Linked DNA regions of Mus musculus: region 1 is linked to region 2. The links are chromatin contacts, called in public HiChIP or PLAC-seq maps. All regions are on one chromosome and are shown on one strand. Each heading gives the region's core, a stretch centred on a gene start, on an enhancer-like site or on the middle of the called end of the contact. The rest is flanking DNA. Distances are from core to core; before and after follow the strand shown. Region 1 overlaps Itga9 (integrin alpha 9). Region 2 overlaps Itga9 (integrin alpha 9).

Evidence for each region. HiChIP or PLAC-seq counts read pairs in DNA pulled down with a chosen protein or histone mark.
Region 1: a contact with region 2 is called in an H3K27ac HiChIP or PLAC-seq map of heart atrium, with 6 read pairs. The contact joins two enhancer-like sites. A contact is called at or near these places in 4 of 484 Hi-C or Micro-C datasets (bone marrow-derived macrophages, cranial neural crest, double positive thymocytes and 1 more), 1 of 115 datasets of contacts at active chromatin or transcription factors (heart atrium) and 2 of 9 other capture datasets (adipose tissue and pancreatic islet).

The regions. Positions count from the first base shown.
Region 1 is chr9:118,829,551-118,836,506 of GRCm38.p6, forward strand. It overlaps Itga9 (integrin alpha 9), which reads left to right. Exons shown (of 28, transcript NM_133721.2): 19 at 3,184-3,270; 20 at 4,746-4,825. Among named protein-coding and RNA genes, the nearest start is that of Gm39454, 18 kb to the right of the region's middle. Within about 2 kb of position 1,706, at least 35 of the 459 cell types and tissues checked have an H3K27ac peak or open chromatin away from gene starts, as enhancers often do. A contact at or near this core is called in adipose tissue and heart atrium, where this site is marked.
Region 2 is chr9:118,759,318-118,766,153 of GRCm38.p6, forward strand. All of the region lies in intron 15 of Itga9 (integrin alpha 9), which reads left to right. Among named protein-coding and RNA genes, the nearest start is that of Gm39454, 88 kb to the right of the region's middle. Within about 2 kb of position 2,789, at least 34 of the 459 cell types and tissues checked have an H3K27ac peak or open chromatin away from gene starts, as enhancers often do. A contact at or near this core is called in adipose tissue and heart atrium, where this site is marked.

The sequences.
Region 1 (6,956 bases), core at 456-2,955, 69 kb after region 2:
GAGCCTCCATTTGAGACGAATCCCACGGCTTGTGCACCCCACCTTTCACCCTGCATCTCTTCCCAGCAAGAAGCAGACGCTAATGCATCCCCCCCTCGTGTTTACCTGTTCTGCACATCTCACATAAATGGAGCAACATGTGTGACATTGGCTGCATGGCTGGTTCCTTTCACTGCACCTTTGAATTTTGAATTTCAAGCAAACACCTATGCTGTGATATGCGTCAGCATTTTCTCAAGGTTGAATGCTATCCTGTTCCATGGAAACTCCACGCTTGGTCTCCTCATTGATCAATCTAGGTAGAGCCTAGATTGTTTCCTTCTACATTAAAAAGTGTTAATGCTGCTCCCTTAAAGGCTGACATCCCCTCTCAGCCTTCATAGGGCCCTCTGTTCCATGCTTGGTGTTTATAGGCATTTGCTGGAAGAACAGTGAGGGAGTTTGTGAATGAATGCATGAGTGGATGAATTAATGAATGCTTTGACGAATGCAAAGACAGCATTAGGCAACGGCGGAAGATAAGACACCATGTGTGTATTACCTGTGACATATGTCAGAGCCTAAGTCTCACCGCCAAATGTTCAAGTGAGAAGTCTCCCTCATACCCTTGCTGTGCCCTGTACTAGATCCATGGGGCTGGGGTTGTATCAGGATACGGGAATTTACATTTAAAGAGATGGTGCAGAGAAGCAGGTCTGAGCTCGGACATTTGGCATCCATATGCCCACTCAGCCCTCCAGCACCTGATAGAACACCTTTGCACTCCAGGTTCCTTCTCACAAGTGGAGAAGTAAGAGGGAATCATGAGACAATGGAGTTTATACACTGCCTGGCATGTTGGTGAGCCATTGCTGAGCAGAGCTCACCTGTGAAACCTACCCACATCCTTCAGCTTTGGTTGGGACATGGGGGAGGGGAGGGTCATCTCAGGCAGGTGCTGTGACTTCATTAGACAGGTGATAAAATGCAGGCTTCCAGAAAGGATAGTTTATTTACATGACAACACACATAGCCATTGCAAATCTGAACCAACAGTCAAAGCCTACCGGTGAAGGCCAAAACACGTTCCTTTCTAAGCTGCAGCCGGCCCACGTGTTTCACCAACAGAAATTTGTCAGGTGCTGTCAGGTGCTGACAAGTCAGCTGAGCAACAAGTCTCTCAGCTGACTTGTCACTGAAGAGAGCTGCTGGTGTCTTCTCCAGGAGTAACGCCTCTTTCTGTTGAGCCAGGTTGCTAGGGGCTTTGCTTGCCTCTGGCTCCTCTGTTACTTAAGAAGTTTGGGATGAAACACCTCCAAAAAGAACCCCCACCAGAGGATGCTAAGAAACGGATCTCAGAGGAACATCAAACCGATAGCCAGACATGGAGACCTGAGGGTCGTTTTCAGTTTGACAAACACATGTTGAAACTAGAAAATGCAAAGTCAAAACTCCAAATTCAATCTGACTCTTAGAGTAACCCCACCTCGCAACTCGAAGACATTCTGTCTCCAAAGACTGCTACGTTGGTGGCTGCGTAAGACCCTTCTCGAAGTCTAAAATCAAACCCTCCTGTGAATGAGAGGAAGGAGGCCAAAAGGCCAGAGAGGCTCACTGGCTTCATTGTCTGAGCTTCCAAACACCCCCACGTTGTTACAGAGTCTGGACCCTGGCTCTGCTGGCTGTGTGCCCAGAACTAGGGCAGCCAAGGTATGTCTGGAAAAGACGGCTTCTTCAAGGCAAGCGTCCCTCATGCCAGGCAGGCCAGCAAAAGGAGCTGCTGTTTGCAGTCCCCTCACACGAGGCTTCCACGAGCCAAGCCTGCTCACTCAATAAATGCAAAGTCAAGAGCTCTTGAGTGCCAGGCACTGAGAGTGTGTGTGCGTGCGCGCACAATACAATGCTTCCTGTCGTTGTGTTGTGGTCTTGTCGTTGTTTGCTTGTTTAATGTTAACTGATGGTTTCCTATCTCGAGCATAATGTGTACTGTTAAGAAATTTCAATTGGATCACAATTCCCTGTGATCTCCAGAGAGGAACCTTGTCAGCTTCCCTTGCTAGCTCAGGAACAGTGAGGCTGGGAGAAATTAGTCAGTCGGCCTCAAGTCCAGTCCAAGATCTCATAGTCAAAATATTTTCAAAAGATTTTGTTGGGACTCTGCTTGCAAAATAAGTAAGAAGCTAGTGAAAATATCTGGGCTTTATGCCGCATTTAAAATCATTCAGTATTTTTATTATGACTTTCAAAGATACCAAGCTAAAGGCTTGCTGGTGTGATTAGCCTCTTTAAAACAGCACCGCTGGGGCCACGGAGATGGCTCAGGGGTTAAGAGCACTTGCTACTCATTCAGGGGACCAGAGTTCAATTCCCAGTACCCACATGGCAGCTCTCAACCATCTGTAACTCCAATTCCAAGATATCCAATGTCCTTTTCTAGCCTTTAAGGGTACCAGGCATGCACACAGTGCACACACATACATGTAGGTAAAATATATGTACACATAAAGGAGCAAAATAAATAAATCTTTTTTAAGTAAAAAATAATAACATGATGAATAAAACATTTGCATACTGGGCAAACGGCTACTGAGTGGGAGTTTTCTTAACATATGATGCCCTGCACTTCCACCTTTTAAAAGTGTATGTGTATGTGTGTATGTGTACATGCACACATGGCATGGTACACATGTGAATGTCAGAGGACAGCCTGTAGCAGTCAGCTCTCTCATTCCACCAGGTGGGTCCTAGGGATTAAACTCTTGGTTGTCAGGCTTGGCAGCAAGTGCCTTTACCCACTGAACCATCCTAGCAACCCAGTCTTCTTTGCTTAGAATACATGAGGCCCAGTTACAAAACCCTTTCCTAAGTGCAGAGGGTCGGGGAAGAAAGAGTGAAAGAAGGAATGTTCATCCAGGTCCCATGGCCCAAGTCTCCTCAGAGACTACACATTCAATAGGGTATACTCTCCTGTGTGAGTCCAAATCCAGAGAAGTTAACAACGATGGTTAAGACCTCAATCATTAGTTTAAAATCATCTCTAGTTCTGTCCTCTGAAGCTGTCTCGGGGAACCCTGGGAAAGTGGGCAGGCAGAGAAGAGTGGAGACTTGGTCTCAGAGCTCCAGCCCACCACAGCTGGGGACGAGGCCCTCCCATGCCTCCATCCTCCACACAGTCCCACCATCTGTTGACATTTTCCGTTTCAGGAGGAGATGGGCATTTCCTGTGAGCTGCTGGAATCAGACTTCCTCAAGTGCAGTGTGGGATTTCCTTTCATGAGGTCAAAGTCTAAGGTAAGGCCCTTGGCCAAGATGGGTGCTTCCTAGACCAGAGTACCCCTGGTTCTTCCCATTGGCCACTTATTGCTACACACACATACACACACACACAGAGTCACATATGCACACACTTGAATATACACACAGAAATATGCACACGCTCACACATATGCACACGCATATACACATGCATACACAAATATGCACACACCTATGTACACTCACATATGCACACACATATGCACACATGCACACTCACACACATTTGCACACACTCACACCACTTCATGTACATTTTCCGAGTAACAGAAAAGAGACTTCATTGAAAAGCCCATGGCCTTTCTTGAACATGCTACTCTGCTGTAAAAATCTAATCCATGTGACAAATCAAACCAAAAGTGCATGTAGTTGTCTCTCCCAGTGGAAAGTGAGTCTCACCAACATGTATCAACTCTGCAAATGTCATAAAGTCAATAGAATAATGACTATCAGAATATTGATTTCCTGTTTCTGCTGCAGAGGCCATAAGCATAAATAATCATATTATATTATTTTTTTAAATTCCACGTACAGATGTCAAGACCATAAGCAATATTAACTCAGAGGTGAGGGGATGGGGAGGAGGTAGAAAACCTAGCACCGTTACAAGGGCTGAGCTCCCCTACCTGTGGCCCCCTCACACTCTCCTGTCCTCAGACTCTGGGGTTATCAGGTGCCAGGACCTGCTCTGCCCGCGGGACTACACTTCAGTCTCACTCTGATTGGCAGTGGGCTTCTGTCGCTCACTTCCAGCTTTCACTCTGATTGGCAGTGGGCTTCTGTCGCTCACTTCCAGCTCTCACTCTGATTGGCAGTGACCTGGGCCCTCCTCTCACTTCAGTCTTTAGGGTGGTTGACTTAACTCATCTGGGACAAGACCCTTGACCCTTTCATTCCTCATAAACCAAGTTCCTCTGCAGCAGAGATTTCTGCCTCGGAACGGGGTGCCTGCGCCCAACATAGATAATGGTTTGATTTAAGGGTCTGTGCCCACTGCTCTCAAGTAGCATTCAGTTTCACGGAATTCGACGTCTCAGGAAAGCATGCACTTGCCTAGAATTTGAGTGGAAACCAAATAATTGAGATGCAATTCGCAATCTTTCAGCATTTGCTGGGATTGAAGACTATCTTGAACATCATGGCTGCTGAGAAACGTAAAAGCTGGGAAGGTGGTGGAGTCGAGTCAGAGGCTCCCGGCTTTGCAGCTTCAATGTGCTGCTTGCTCTAAGACTTCCTGTGGCTGGAAGGGGTGATGTGCATCTCCCTGGGGCGGAGGGAGTTCTGCTGAGGCAGCCCCCTGCCACCCGAAAATCAGATATACATTAAAAAGTAACCCTTGCTATGCAGATGAGCTTCCAGAGGTTATAAACTGCAAACCATTCTAGAAAATTTAGTTTAAAAAGTATAGAATGCTTGTGGGTGCCAAATGTGCTTTCTTTCTTTCTCCCTAGTATGAATTCAGTGTCATCTTTGATACAAGCCACCTGTCTGGGGAAGAGGAAATTCTCAGCTTCATCGTGACTGCTCAGAGGTAAAAAGACTTAAACAGACTTTATTTTTCCAAAAATAAAAATCATTATGGGATGGGGAAAGGACATGACTTGGGTGTCCCTGGGATGTAGAGGATTTGGAAATGGCTACACAGTGATAAATTCCCCAAAGCACTATAGGGATCAGTCTCTGTGGATGCTCATTAGGTCCTGCTCACTACTGTGACCAAAGAAGAAAGCTCAAGGGAGGAAGGATTTGTGTTGGCTCATGGATAAAGGGGATACAGTCCACCGGGCCTGGGAACTCACAGCAGTGGGCAGGTGCTTGCTCACAGCTAAGTGGTCCAGTGATCAGAGAGCTGGGAGTGAAGACAGATGCCTGGACAGTGGTAGTACCCTCACAGTCAGGCCCAGAGGTGTCTTCTGGGTGATCATAAACCTACTCAAGCTTAGATGAAATCCAGTTAGAACTGCTGTCCCTGGTCACCACTTCTAACCAAGCCTGGGAGGTCTGAGGATCAGCTCGTCACGGGGATGTCTACAACTGAGGACAGGCAGGCCTGATGAGGTAACACTCTAGTTCAAGATCATAGAATTAACTGGCCAGTTCCTGCTTGACCATGTTTTCCAAATCAGACAGACATTCTCTGAGGTTTGTCAGGCTAGGTCATCTGATTTGGGGGATACATGTTTCACAGAGAAGGGAAAGCCACCTACAGACTGGGGACTTGGTGAAGCTAGTTGGCAGAGGCACTCAAATAGTGTACCTAGAAAAGAGAACTGTCCCAGAAGCCAGGTGGACAGACAGCGAAGGGAAAGGGGCCGGGGTGGTAACTCCCCTTAGGAGTGTGTATAGCTGTGAGTGCCTGAACTAGCCTGTGGGTTTATGAACTACCTCCTTGAGCCACAACCTACACTTGAATTGAAGCAGCATCAAGGTATCAAATAGCTAGCCTCACCTGTGCACCAATAAAGGAAGCACCATTAGGTCAGTGAGTACAGACAGACAGACAGACTTTGATGAAGTTCAGGCAGGTGTGGATGGGCACTCAAAACAGCATATTCATTTACATTCTAGCTATAGGGATGGAGAGATGGCTCAGTAGTTACCAGAGTATGCTACTCTTGTTGAGGACTTGATCTTGGTTCCCAGCACCCAGGCTGGTCAATGTACAACTGTCTGTAGGTCAGGCTTCTGTGGATCTGACACCCTCTTATAGCTCACATTCACACACACACACTCACACTCACACACTCATGCATACATACACTCACACTCACACATACTCAAGCACATATATATATACTCATACACACACTCAAACATACAATACTCATCACACTCAAACACACACATACAAACACAGACTCAAACACAATACATACACATTCAGACACACACTTATACACATACACACACTAACACACACATACACACACTCAAATACAATACACACATATACCTATACACACTCAAACACAATACACACAATACTCACACACATTCAGACACATACATACAAACACATGCTCAAACACAATACACATACATACAAACACATTCAGACACACACTCATATACATACATAACACACTCAAATGCAGTACACATACACACACACATTCAAACACAATACACATATACTCATACACACATATTCAGACACACACACATACTCACACATACATACATTCGCACACTTACACACACAAACACACATACTCAAACACACACATACTTACACACACTCAAACACAATACACATGCCTACACTCATACACACATACACATTCACACACTCAAATGCAGGACACATACATACACACACATACACACTCAAATACAATATACACATATACACACAGACACACACACTCACACACATATACACACTCAGACAGACACTCACAGTACAACACATACACACATGTACACACACTCAAACACAGTACACATACTTACTCTCTCTCTCTCTCTCTCTTTCTCTCTCATACACACACACACTCACACTTTAAGATTTTGAAGTTTCTAGTTGAAAATATGTTGCCATAACTGTCCAAGAGTCCCATGTGGTATTAACTCAGCCAGTACTGACATCTGACTCATGGATTTCTCCTTTCTTTCTGGACTTTCTTTTCTTGATCATCTGAAAATAAGATGTAGAAACCATT
Region 2 (6,836 bases), core at 1,539-4,038:
CTCCACACATAGTCAGTGTCTGTCTGTCTGTCTGTCTGCCTGTCTTTCCTCCCCCTCCCCTTCCCCCTCTCCCTCTCTCACTCTCCTCCCCCCACCCCCATCTTTATTTATTTTTCCAATCCTGGAGATGGAACCTGCCTAGGGTTTTGCGCCTGTCATGTTAGTATCCTGCTGCATGCTTTATCTCCTGACCCCTTTTTGAAACTCCCAAACACTGTCTTAATGAGTTTCCCAGGCTGGCTTTGAAATTTCAATCCTCCTGTCTCAGCTTCCTAAATAGCTGGGATTACAAGGCTGTGCTACCAGACCCAGCTGAGTCTCCTCCTCATAAAGTCATGCAAAGTCGATTCTCTCCATCTACTTTATATACAGGACAGGCTCAGAGAGAGGAAGCAAGCTGACCTGGGTCAAATTCTACGAGAGATGGAGCTGGGGTTCTCTCCAGCTTGGGCTCCTTGCAAACTTTAGTTTCCTTTCCAGAGCGGCTCCTTTCCAAGGATTACCTGTTGTTCCTTTGTCTGTCTGTGTGTGTGTGTGTGTGTGTGTGTGTGTGTGTGTGTGTTCGTGCATGTGAACATGCTCACGCACACACACCACCCCTCCCTCTCTATAAACTCCAACGTAGAATCAAACTATTACTGACTTTTCTCCTTTCTGTCACCAAATGTGTGATAAGCAGTCACAGGAGGAAGGTTTCATCTTGGCTTGTGTTTTGAGGATACAGTGCATCCTAGCAGGGAAGGCCTGGCCTTAGGACTGTGAAGTAGCAGGTTATGTTGTACCAGAGGTGTAGGGATTTGAAGCTTATCAACTTCAAGGCCCATCTCCACTTCCTCCAGAGAGCCCCTCCCCAAACAGGCACCACCAGCCTGGAGCCCACTCCCAAAACACGTGAGTAGGTGGGGGCAGGGCACCACAACACAAACAGATCCTCAGACACCCCCCACAACTTGTTGGTTTCATCAGTAGAGTTTGTGGTTTTCATCTGTGAGTAGAGCTATTTATGCAAATATGCGAATTGGTACATCCTTGTCCTTACTGAGCACTGGTATGTGCTGAAGGACTCTCCCACCTATCAGACCAAAAATCTGTCTGTTAGTGTGATGGACTGCACAAAGAGGGTAGGTGGCTTTCACTAAGACTGAGGGACAAGAGTCCTGTGGTCCTTTGAATTCAGCCATTTTCAGGATCCTGGTTGATGTTTGTAACTCAATCCTTCCAGAGATAAAGCTTTGTGTCTTTGCAAGGTAAATGGAGTCTGGGGAGACTGTCACAGTCAGAGGTGCTTTTCATCACGTTCTGTTTAAAATTATTTATAGAATTTCCTCCTTAGTTTCTTTAATTTTGCCTGTTTGTCTTCTAATTTATAGGACTGCAATCAAAAGCACACGTGGCTTCCATTTCTTTTCTCATAGAACAGGGAGTAGAGTTGGCTCTGCGCAGGTGTCCTGATAAAGATTGGCTTAGCAGCAGGGCAGGAGTATGTTGGCATTTTTTCCCATTAAAAGGTTTGGTAGCAGATTTATTGAGACATAATTCATAATGCTGCACAATTTGCTCATTTAAAGCACGTCCCAGAGACTGTGGCAGCTTGAATCACATGGCCCCCCTCAGTCTCAGCCATTTGAATGGTAAGCTCCCAATGGTGGAACTGTTTTGGAAGGATCGGGAGGGTGGGGTTGCCTTAATGGAGGAGACGAGTCAGTATGCATGGGCTTTGACATTTCAAGAGACTCCTAAGACTCGTCCGTTCCCAGGATCCTCTCTGTCTCCTACTTGAGGATCAAGATGTGAGCTCTCTGCTTTTCCTGTTCCCATATCTTTGCTTCGTGAACTGTCACCATAAGCCCAGTTAAACAGTTTCTTTTGTAAGTTGCCCTGGCCGTGGTGTTTTGTCACAGTGATAGAACAGTAAGGCAGAGAGTTTTCTCAATGCTGCAACCAAATACCTGACAAGAAGCAGCTCCTGGGGGGGGTGGGGGTAGCGTTGCTTTGTCTTATGGCTGGGACAATATAGTCCATGGTGGCAGAAAAGGTAGAGCCAGGCAGCTCTGCAGTCAAAGGTGCCTGTGGCCAGAATTCTCCTCCTCCTCTTCCTCTTCTTCCTCCTCCTCTTCTTCCTCCTCCTCCTCCTCCTCCTCCTCCTCCTCCTCCTCTCACTGGAGTAGGAACAGGAAGAGATGAATGCTGACTCTGGATTTGTCTTCTCTTTGTGATGAAGTCTAGAGCCCCCGCCTGTGGGATGGTGCCACTCACATTCAGGGTGAATCTTCCCTCCCTCTTATCCCTTAGAGATAAACCTCTCTCAGGCTACTCTCATAGACATGGCGGAGGTATGTTTCTAGGTAATTCTAAATCCACCCAAGTTGACAAGTAAAATTAGCTGTCACAGAGTGTGTGCATGTATGCGTGTGCATGTGTGTGCACACATATGTGTGCTTGTACTCGCGTATGTGTGTGATTTAGTTTTGATGTATTGGTAGTTCTACAGCTATTCCCACAATCAATCTTGGAATACTTTCATTATCCCAGAACGAATTCTGTGTTGTTCAGTCACCCCTCATCCAGTTTCTGCATCTACTCCCTGAACCCCAAGCTTCAATCAACTAGCGCTGGTAAAGGAAGTTTTACAAACTTTCTTTACATCAGAGATGCTTTACAAACTAGCACGAGCTGCCTGCCGCTTACTGTTTGTGTGTGATGCAGCGTGAGCACACTATCATGCTAGGCATACTGGATAACTATAGATGTCACCCCTCTCACTGTGTCCTGTGTGCCTCTGGGGCTCCTCCCTGAGCTTTCCATTCATTCTTGTTGACTTGCCGGGGTCACAGGTCCTCTCTCCTGCTGTGTCTGCTTTACCGCTGGCCAAGAGCTGGTATCCCAGCAGCCTAACTCCTGCCCTTGATTGATCTCTCATTCTCAAGCTCTTCTGCTTCTGCTGTGGGGATTTCCAGCTACCTAGAGGGTGAGTGAAGCCTTGGGTTCACACTCCTCTCTTTGCTCCTCTCTCTCTTTGGGCCCCTGGGTCCTCATCCTGGCTGCCTCTGAGCATCCCAAATTCCTGGCAGAAGCTCAGCTCGCAGATCCTCGTTCCACATGGCTACAAGTCTGGATACATGTGAAGGTGAAAGAGCCAGTAAATGGCGTGGTACTCTGTGTGTTCTCTTCCTCTCTGGGGGCTCCAGGCTATGAAGTGCTGACCCTTTCATGGTTCCCTCATAATTTTAAACCAGTGTTGGGGGTAAATAGAGACTCTCTCTCTCTCTCTCTCTCTCTCTCTCTCTCACTCTATCTCATGCACACACACACACCAGCATATGTCTATGTGTGTCTAACTTTTCCAGTTGTCAGTGGGAGGAAATACTAAATAGTATTTACTATTCCTAGACGTGGAAAAACCTTTTGTGTCCTTTTAAACCAACCTCCCAGTTTACGAGAATTTTAAAATAGCCTGCAACATTTTAGCTGCTGTTCTGATAGCATCCCGTGGAGGAGGATGTCTTCTGAGAGAGCAGTTAATAGGCAACTTGGCCACTGTGTGATCGCCACAAGCATTCTCATGCCCACTAGGCTGGCTGTGACGTCACCAGGAGCTGCCCAGTCTCTGTGGGTTGAGGAAAGTGTCATTATGCAACCCAGCTGGTTTGTAAGTAGAAGCACGGGATGCCATTCCCGGCTTGTGGGGATGTCTGTGAGGCCAACACAGGCAGAAGTGGAGAGGGTTGGCCCCAGAGAACACGTGAGAGAGGATTCAGGATAGAAGGGGGGGCGGGGGCAGAAAAATCACATTTACAAAAGAAAAAAGAACATTGAGGTTTCAAAAACAAAACAACAACAAAAACCCACTTAGTGGACTTTCCCCCAAAGCGATACTCTAACTTAATGATAGCTGCTCATTTGCTGAATTCACTTCTGTGTATTCTGCAAATTTAAAGTGAGGCCAGCCCTTCCTGTTTTTATTTAATTTGCCACTGTGAGCCAAGGAAAGGAAAAACTGTCAGTTACTTTTTTTTTTTTTTTTTCTTTTTCCAGAGGGGAAAAGCAGCTATGGGGTAGATTTCCAAGTCACATGGCTAGCCAGCTGGTGCCACAGTGATCAAGCCCAGCCTGCTTAGGGCCCTTCAGTGAGAAGTGGGACTAAGTCACCCTCAACTCCTCCCAAACGGTAACGCGTGTCTTCTTTAGGCCCGGAGAGGTGTTCCTGCCTCTGGCCCATGGTTGGGTCCTGGCTCCAGCCCACCCATGCTGAACTTTTCATTTATTTTTCAATTCTTATTTTAAATTTTAATTTAATTTTTTCCCTTTTCACTTTACATCCCACTCACTGCCCCCCTCCCCGTCACCCCTTCCCACAATCCTTCCCCCTCTACCCTCCCCTCCTCCTCTGAGCAGGTGGGAGCCTCTCTGGGTATCCCCCCACCCTGGCACTTCAAGGCTAGGTGCTTCGTCTCCTACTGAGGCCAGACAAGGCAGCCCAGCTACAAGAACATATCCTGCTCAAGAACAGCTGCTGGGATAGCCCCCATTCCAGTTGTTCATTCTCTGAGAGGCTTCACCCAGCAGCTGACTCAGACAGATGCAGTCACCCATAGCCACACAGTGGATGAAGCTTGGGGACTCTTATGGAAGAATAGGAGGAAGGATTGCAGGCACTGAAGGGGATAGGAACTCCACAGGAAGACCAGCAGAATAAACTAACCTGGACCCTCGGGCTCTCAAAGTCTGAACCAACAACCAAAGAACATATACAGGCCGGACCTAGGCCTCCCACACATAAGTAGCAGACGTGTAGCTTGGTCTTCTTGTGGGTCCCGAACAACTGAAACGGGGGCTATCCCAAAAGAGATCTTTTGTTTAAACCTTCCCAGCCTCTTTCCAACCCTTCTGCCACCAATACCGTTGTGCTACAGCTAGCAAAGCTTTCCAGACACAGCCTGAAGGATCATGTGAACCCTGTGCTCCCTAGCGCTTAGCGTGGGGTTCACTCAGCCTTAATCAGGGACACCAGGGATCTGATTGTTGCATGAGCCACCCTGCCCCTGCCCATGAGCCTGACTTTTCTGTCTTTGGATCTATATGGTCACTAGCACCTCTAAGCTTCCTGTGCACTGCTGTACCAGCTGTACCAGCTGAGCCTTCACCCGTTGTCTGGCACAAGTCCTTCTGTCTTACAGCTCAACCCACGAGAACCTCTCCTGGGAAGCCTTCCAGGCCTTTAAGAATAAGACGTGATCGTCCTTTGTGTCCTCAAAGTCACCTCTACCCTAGTGCATGGAGTAGGACATTGTCGTGGCTTGGCTTTTCCCTCCGGAACTGTTCGTTCCCTCCGGGTCTTTCATGTCTGTCTCCTGCCCGGCACAATGCCTGGCATAAAGTAAGCACCCAATAAATTTCAAATGGACCATGTGTTACATTCCCTATTAAATACCCCAGCTGCGGCCGGCTCTGCCACCAGCCTGGGTGTCCTCCCTAAGTGTGCCTTCAGTTTTCAAAGTAGTCCTGATGCCCTCGGCAGGAAAAGGTTGCCTCTGGCCTCTCCGCGGAGGAGGATTAATATATAGTCAACCCAAGAGGTTTCTGTTTGTAGCCTTGAGAGATGGTGCACGCCGGTGATCCCAGCACTCTGGGGCGGCAGCAAAATGATCAGGACTCATCTTTGATTGCATAAAAACTTTGAGCCAGTCTGGGGTAGATGCGACCTTGCCTCAAAGGAGAAGAAAAAGGAAAAAAAAATCAGCTTGTAGTGGCAACTTTTTAAGTAGTAAAAGTTAAGCCACTGTGGTGAATGCCAGAGAGCCACAGATTTCTACTCTGGCCAGTCCCTCCACTTAATGTGGTGTGGAACAGAAGGAAGCAGGACTTCCAAAAAATGATGGGGAAACCCCCAAACAGCCTGCTATTTTCCCTCTGCAGCTTGGAGCAGCCCAGTCTGTGGAAAGGAGAGGCTAGGCTTCTGCAGGGCCTGTTTCTAATCCCTGCACCCTCCTCTGCCTCTGCCCACCTCTCAGTGTGGTTTGAATTTCCCAACTGCTCCCAGCTACTGCAACAGGAAGCAGGAAGCTGCTTTTCCAATTCATTCATTAAAGTAGGCTCCTGCAGTTGCTGCCAGAGAATAGCATCCACTCCTAGATGTCAGCTTATAGTCATACTTCAAACTCAGACACACCATGACCGAGGTCTCCGTCCCTGACAGTCACTGTGCGTGGTCATAAACTTACAAACACTCTCACTTCATGCCCTTATTTCCTAGCTACCAATTTTTCATTTATCTCTTTGATGGGTGTGTATTGTGCTTTTGTGGTGGGGGCTTGGGGACTATGGTGTGTGTGTGTGTGTGTGTGTGTGTGTGTGTGTGTGTGTGTATGGGGTAGTGCTCACCCACACATGTGCCTATAGAAGCCAGTGTATCTTCCTTTCTCATCCCTGACCTTTGTTTCCGAGACAAGATTTCTCAGTGAACCTGCCCTTTGCCATTTTGCCTAGATCAAACCCTCCGGATCTTCCTGTCTGTACCTCCCCTGCATTAGGGTTACAAGTGTACACCAACTTGTACACGCCCATCTTTTTATGTGGGTGCTGGGCACCTAAGCTCAGCCTTGTAGGACAGGCAGCTTTTCATCAAACTATCTCCCAAGCCCTGGAATGAGACATTTTTTAAAAGAAATTGCTGGACCCTAATGTTATCTGAATGGTTTTTAAATAGCACTTCATGAGCTATGAGGTGATTACATACACATACCTATATTTGCAGCACTCGGGTGACTGGGGCAGGAAGGTCCTGAGACTGAGGCCAACTTGTACTGTGCATAGCACACACAAAGCCAGCTCTAACC